Linked DNA regions of Callithrix jacchus: region 2 is linked to region 1. A link is a contact called in public Hi-C data. All regions are on one chromosome and are shown on one strand. Each heading gives the region's core, a stretch centred on a gene start, on an enhancer-like site or on the middle of the called end of the contact. The rest is flanking DNA. Distances are from core to core; before and after follow the strand shown. Region 1 holds the start of MBNL1 (muscleblind like splicing regulator 1). Region 2 overlaps LOC108588782 (a long non-coding RNA gene).

What was found. A called contact is a pair of places that touch in the nucleus more often than the background predicts.
Region 2: a contact with region 1 is called in a Hi-C map of skeletal muscle, with 4 times the contacts expected there. The contact joins the enhancer-like site here to the promoter of MBNL1 in region 1. A contact is called at or near these places in 2 of 3 Hi-C or Micro-C datasets (both in skeletal muscle).

What each region holds. Positions count from the first base shown.
Region 1 is chr17:33,048,301-33,051,172 of calJac240_pri, forward strand. MBNL1 (muscleblind like splicing regulator 1) reads right to left here and starts at 1,380. Exons shown (of 12, transcript XR_614783.5): 1 at 1,217-1,380.
Region 2 is chr17:33,116,417-33,119,288 of calJac240_pri, forward strand. The region is part of intron 1 of LOC108588782 (a long non-coding RNA gene); the gene reads left to right. Among named protein-coding and RNA genes, the nearest start is that of MBNL1, 68 kb to the left of the region's middle. Within about 2 kb of position 1,420, at least 9 of the 16 cell types and tissues checked have an H3K27ac peak or open chromatin away from gene starts, as enhancers often do. A contact at or near this core is called in skeletal muscle, where this site is marked.

The sequences.
Region 1 (2,872 bases), core at 130-2,629:
AATTTAAGAAATTCCTCAGAGTATATGGCAGAGTTTGCCATCCATCTGCTATGGCTTGTGCCTGTGCTGGTGGGCACACAAGGTAAAGTCAGCGGCAACAACCTTTCTGGCAGCTTCTTACTCAATTTTCATCCTGGGGAGGCATACTCCACAGAAACAGACCCCAAAATCCCAACAGCCGCATACTCCCCCTCCGGGCCCCAGAGAGCCTTAAGAACACAGTATGAGTCTGGCAGCAGCACCTTTGTTGTTGTAAAGCGCTGGGCTAGGAGAAGGCATAAGCGTCACCATATACCTGCTCGTGTTACAGGCTCTGGAATCAAAGTATTCTCACATGACACATTACTACCAATAACAGATTCCGGCTCCGTTTAAAAAAAAAAAAGTAGGGGGGGCTACATATTTGTCCTGCTTTTGTCTAAAAACCAGAACCCAAGTACTAACTACTTTTCATTCTTTTCAACCTTTCAGGAAAGCAATTCAATCAATCAACTGCGGCTCCACCCAAAAAGCTTCTATACTTACTTTTCTTACAGTTTTTGAGTGACGCACTACAAAACGATGAAAAAAAAAGAAGAGGAGGAGGAGGAGGCAGCCCACTCCCACAGGGCGTCTTCCGCCCTGTAAACTTGGCAAAAAGCAAACTGGCCAGAAATACAGCACTCTCCATATAAGGCAGCCCAGCTAAACATGTCATGCGTAATTTATGGGTAGCAGGCAGAGAATTAACCTTTGCGTGCACATATTTGGCCCAGATGAAAACCGGGCGGGATGGCAGCCCCGGGGCCAGGGATGCGGGAGCCGCCGGGAGAACCCGCGCGCCGCTCGCCTCAGAGGGACTCGCACCTTCCCCCGACAAAGGTCATTAAGTTGTGAGTACACTTGCACGCACCTGTTTCTCTTCTCGCCCCCCGTTTCTCCCTCGGTCCCTCCGGGCTGCCAAGCCGTGCGCCGGCTGCGCCGTGACAGCGTCCGCAAAGCCCGTGGCGGGGAAGGGCGCAGGAGCTGCTGCAGCTCAGCCTCCCGCCTTCCCCCGGGCAGGAGGTGCTGAGAGACGCGAAACCAACCACCGCGCGCGGCCCGCCCCGGCCCGGGAGAGCCGCGGCCGGCAAGCACCTCCTCGCACTTCCTCCTTCAGCCACGGGCAGCCCCGCCGGAGTCCGAACAATGAAGCGCGGCGGAGCGGCGCGGGGAAACTGTGAAAATGGAAACTTACCTCTCACATTTTTTTTTCAGAGGCGGCCCGACTGTCGACCGAGTGCCCAAGGCATTGTGGGAGTCATGATTCCAAGATGCCCGCGACGGAAAAGAGAACTTGTCAGCTCCTTGTCACGGGAGCATTGTGGGCGCCACAACTCATTCAGCTGCAGTGAAAAGACTGTTGCATGTCGCTGTGCAGCCTCTTATCGCCGAGGTCTGGCTTCCGCTGCTGCTGCGCGGCCCCTCCCCCGCCCGCCCAGCCCCACCAGGAAGCCCAGGGCGGACTCGTCGAGCTCCTGAATGCACGCGGCGGCGAGGAAAACGCTCTTCAACTTTCCGCCGGCGCCCTCCCGCGCTTCCCCGGGCCCCAGGGTCGCCTCTCAACCGGAGAGAGTCCGCAAGGACGGGTCATGGGCGCTCGCCCCGCGGCGCCGAGAACAGGAGGAAGCGGGAGCCCGCGTGGGCGCCGTGGATCCCCTCGGCCTCCCGTTGGTATCTTCCATCTTTTGCGTTCAACATTGTAACCTCGCGGCGGGCGTGCAGACTGGACGCCCTCCGGCTACTTCTGCTCCTACCGACTAGCCGGGCACATCAGTGGGTCCGTTTTGAAAGAGGCCCATGCACCGGGCTTTGCAAGGAAGCCGGGAAGGTTAGACTGAAGGTTAGGAACCTATTAGACTAGAATCCTTGGATCTGTTGGGACTGCCGCCTTAAAATGCACCAAACAGTTTCTGAAACTGGCGGGTGAACAGGCGGGAAAAACATCTGCAAGACTGCCACTGTGTATTTTCTTCAAGTAACAGGCTGTCCACAGTTTTGGAATTCCTTAGTGAAACTGTCACACAAGCACAAACACTCACATGCCAGCTTTCCTTCTAGTTTGTAAATAATATTTGGACTTTACAATGTATTCTCAACTTTGCACTGTGATTCATAGAAAGCAAAGCTCCCTCTTTGAAAATAAATATATTTATATTTTATATAATATATTTATATTTATAACATATTAAATACTGGTATGTTTCATGGCAAGTGAGCCATATTGTCGCCAAAGCAAATAAACCACAGCCCCATATCACAATTCACTGGGTGTTATAAGGTGTAACTTGGCTTCACTTTGAATGGAAAGAATCCTGAACGTCTGTGGTGTGATAAAGTTTCGGAGATTGGGGGCAGGATTTCCTTTGTAAGAAATTCCGATAACTTGTTCAAGGATGATTTTGATGAAAAACGTTGGTCCCACGTTTGGGACACAATTTGGGACAAAAATGTTGGATATGGTATAACGTTCTTCCTGCAGGTTAGGTTGTGTTGAAGAGAGTGAGGCCAGCTCGAGGTGAAGGAAAAACATCAGAAAGGTGCTAAAGTGCAGAAATACCTTCCAGAGACACGAATAGCTGACTTGAGTTCTTGACCTTTAGCTAGATCTACAAAGCACTGAGTTAAAATTGTACAGTGATTACTTCCAGAACAAATTAATTAATTAAATGGTGCCTCTTCCCAGCGTTGTTTAAAAGAACTCAAGTACCCACACAGTGTAAGCAAACTAAAAGGACACTGACACTTTTTCAGAGAACAGGGATGGGAACTTTCTATCTGCCCATTTAGTAACTACCCCAAGCTATGAAGACTTTCATTCCTCTTATTAAGCATACAGCAATTACATTTAGTG
Region 2 (2,872 bases), core at 170-2,669, 68 kb after region 1:
ATTTTCTTTCAATGACAATATAAACCTCTATCCATCTACCATATGTATTTTGTGTAAGGTTAGGAAATGGTATTTCCCTTCTTGAAAAGTATTTTTTGTACCATAGGAATATAAAGCTACAAAAGTCTTTTTTATTTCTGTTTATTCAACAAGTATTTATAGAAAATTATTGCCTTCCTAACAATAACAAAACGGTATATCAATGAACATTTGCATAATAACAATATACAACATAAACTGGTAAAACTATTCATGAGACACTTAGTGAATGTTAGTGAATTTTTAATATTTTAATTCTTCTTTTGCTAAAGCTATAGCTGTACACACTCTACAATTATGAGATTGAATATGCATTGTAATTGTGTGTTTTCTCATTAGTTCTATTTTTCAAGCAATAGCAATTTAAATAGATATTTGTATTGCAACTCTTTTCCCAGGGGAGATTATAAACAAATACAGCAGGGATAGTTATATGATGAAATATTATGCACCATTCAAAGCTATGTTATTGCATTGTTTTCTAATGACAAATGAAAAGGAATATGATATTATTTCAAGTGCAATAACCCATTTCGAATTCAATTATGATCACACACACACAAATGTGGTGAAAGGAAGCCTGCAAAAAAAAAAAAAAAGAGAGAGAGAGAGAATACTAACAGTGTGGAGGTTTTTCTGAGTTGCAAAATTTTGGAGAACTTTAAAAAGTTCTGCATTTTTAGTATTTTCTACAATGAGCATATTTATTTTTACACACAGGAAAGACTAAAACTAATTTCAAAGAAATATAAACAAAAATATGAAAGTATGAAATATGATGATGCAGGTGCCATTTCATACTGCTTAAACATTGCATTCAGTAGCATTTTTTCTTTACAGAATGTTAGGATCTGGGCTAGTATGCACTTCATAAAAGAGTGTAAGACAAAAGACACATTTGCTCAGTAAAAGATTAGCAGCATTGCAAAGCGGAAGAGACCAGTGGAACAGGAAACAAAAGTGAAAGAGTTCAGATAAGGGACTGCTGAGAAAAACAAGAGAGTTGCTAACGAGTAGTAAGAACATTTTCTGAGTGTTTTGGCTTATAATATTAACTTAGACAAAGGTAGAAGGAAATAATATTTCTGCAACATCTGTAGTATGGCAGGAATTATGCCTGAACATTTTATTTATATCATGTAAATTTAAGTTGGGTCACATAGGTTCATTTATTCTCATATTAGTTAGATATAATTTACCTCACCCTGGTATGTTACTGGGAAAAGCAGAATGACAAGATTTAATGAAACCAGGATTTAAATTTAGTGAGTTGATGGCTAAAACTCAAGCTCTTTTTATTTTACTTTGCTTTTCCAGAGTATTTTGCTAAAATAATTAAAAATACTGTCTGTCTTCCAGGATGATAAGGTTCTGTTATTTGACTGTCTGGAAAGAAGAATTTGTTTTTTTTTTTTTTTTCCGGTTGAAAGGTAGACCAAGGAAGCGTTTCATGTACAGACAGTCCTCTCATGTTCTCAATTTTGTGGCTGAGTAAAAGCCAGTGATATAACAAAAACCAAATGGTCATTGGAATAAGGCAGGTCTGTGTTCAGCTCTCACGTTTACTAGATATGTGACATCCGGCAAGTTTCTTAATGTTTCTGAGTTTTAGATTCCTTATCTGTAAAATGTAGTAACAATGCCATCTTATAGAATAATTGTGAGGATAAATGAGAAAAACATTCCAAGGATGCCTGGAAGAAATTACAGCATATCATAGACCTCCAACAAATGTCGGCTTTCTTTTCCTTAAATGCCAGCCCTTGAATGCTTTTTACAAGCGATTAATACTTGTTGTCCAGGACTTTTGTCAGTTTCTCCTGAGCTTCCTGCAGCACGTGGCAGTCTACCTCTTAAATTCCTAGGTGTCTGTAGTCATTTTTCTAAAGTCCCTCCTTTTGAGATTTTTCATTGTGGCTTTCTCATTAAATTTTCTAATTTTCTCCATGAGCCTCAGTTTTCTGCAACGAAAATATAGAGACTAAATTCAATGAAGTCACAATCAAGTTTGTACTTGGAGTATATAAAAACTCAGTAATATAGACAATGACCGTTAAAAACTTTTACATTCAAGAAGCAGACAGAATAAATCAGGCTCATATCCTTTTTGTTTTAAACTGCATTTACTCTAATTGCTGTTGGCATTATCTCATTTTCAACTTGAATACTTTAAGCAGGGCATACTTCTGTCTCGTAAAAGCTTCACTATGTTCTATTGTGACAGCTTCTCATATTTACATTCCTTTCCTGATCTTGACTTACTTTAAACTCCTCTTTCAATGGTCTCCTCAGGAACACCAGCATCCCTTAGAGAAACACCAGCGTCACTTAGAGACAGATTAGAAATTCTAGGACCTAACACCATAACTAGTGAATCAGAAACGTTGTACCTAGGGCTCAACAACCTATGTCTTATCATCCAGGAATGCTACCTAATTTTTGAGAATCCCTATTACAAATATTTGCGGTTAAATCAATGCTAGCAAGCATTCCACTTTCCTGACAGTAACCCAACCCCCAAACCGCCACAATTCCAGCATTTGTTTACTGCACCATGTGACATCATTGCTTTCTTCAGAGCATTTTCAGCAACCCTGTAATGTCTCAGATTAGTCTGCATATGGAGAGTTGATTTTTGCAATAATCTCATAAAATCACATGCAAAGCATGTCTTTATGCCCTTCTAATCTTCTTCTTAATCCATTTGCTGTTTACAGTACCCATATGACTTCTAGGGAGGTAAGCAGAGTACTTACCTTGAGTGTTCTTTTTAAATATTAACACTTTAGTCTTTCCTTCTCTTTTGTCAGGAAGCTGTGACTCATTTATAGAT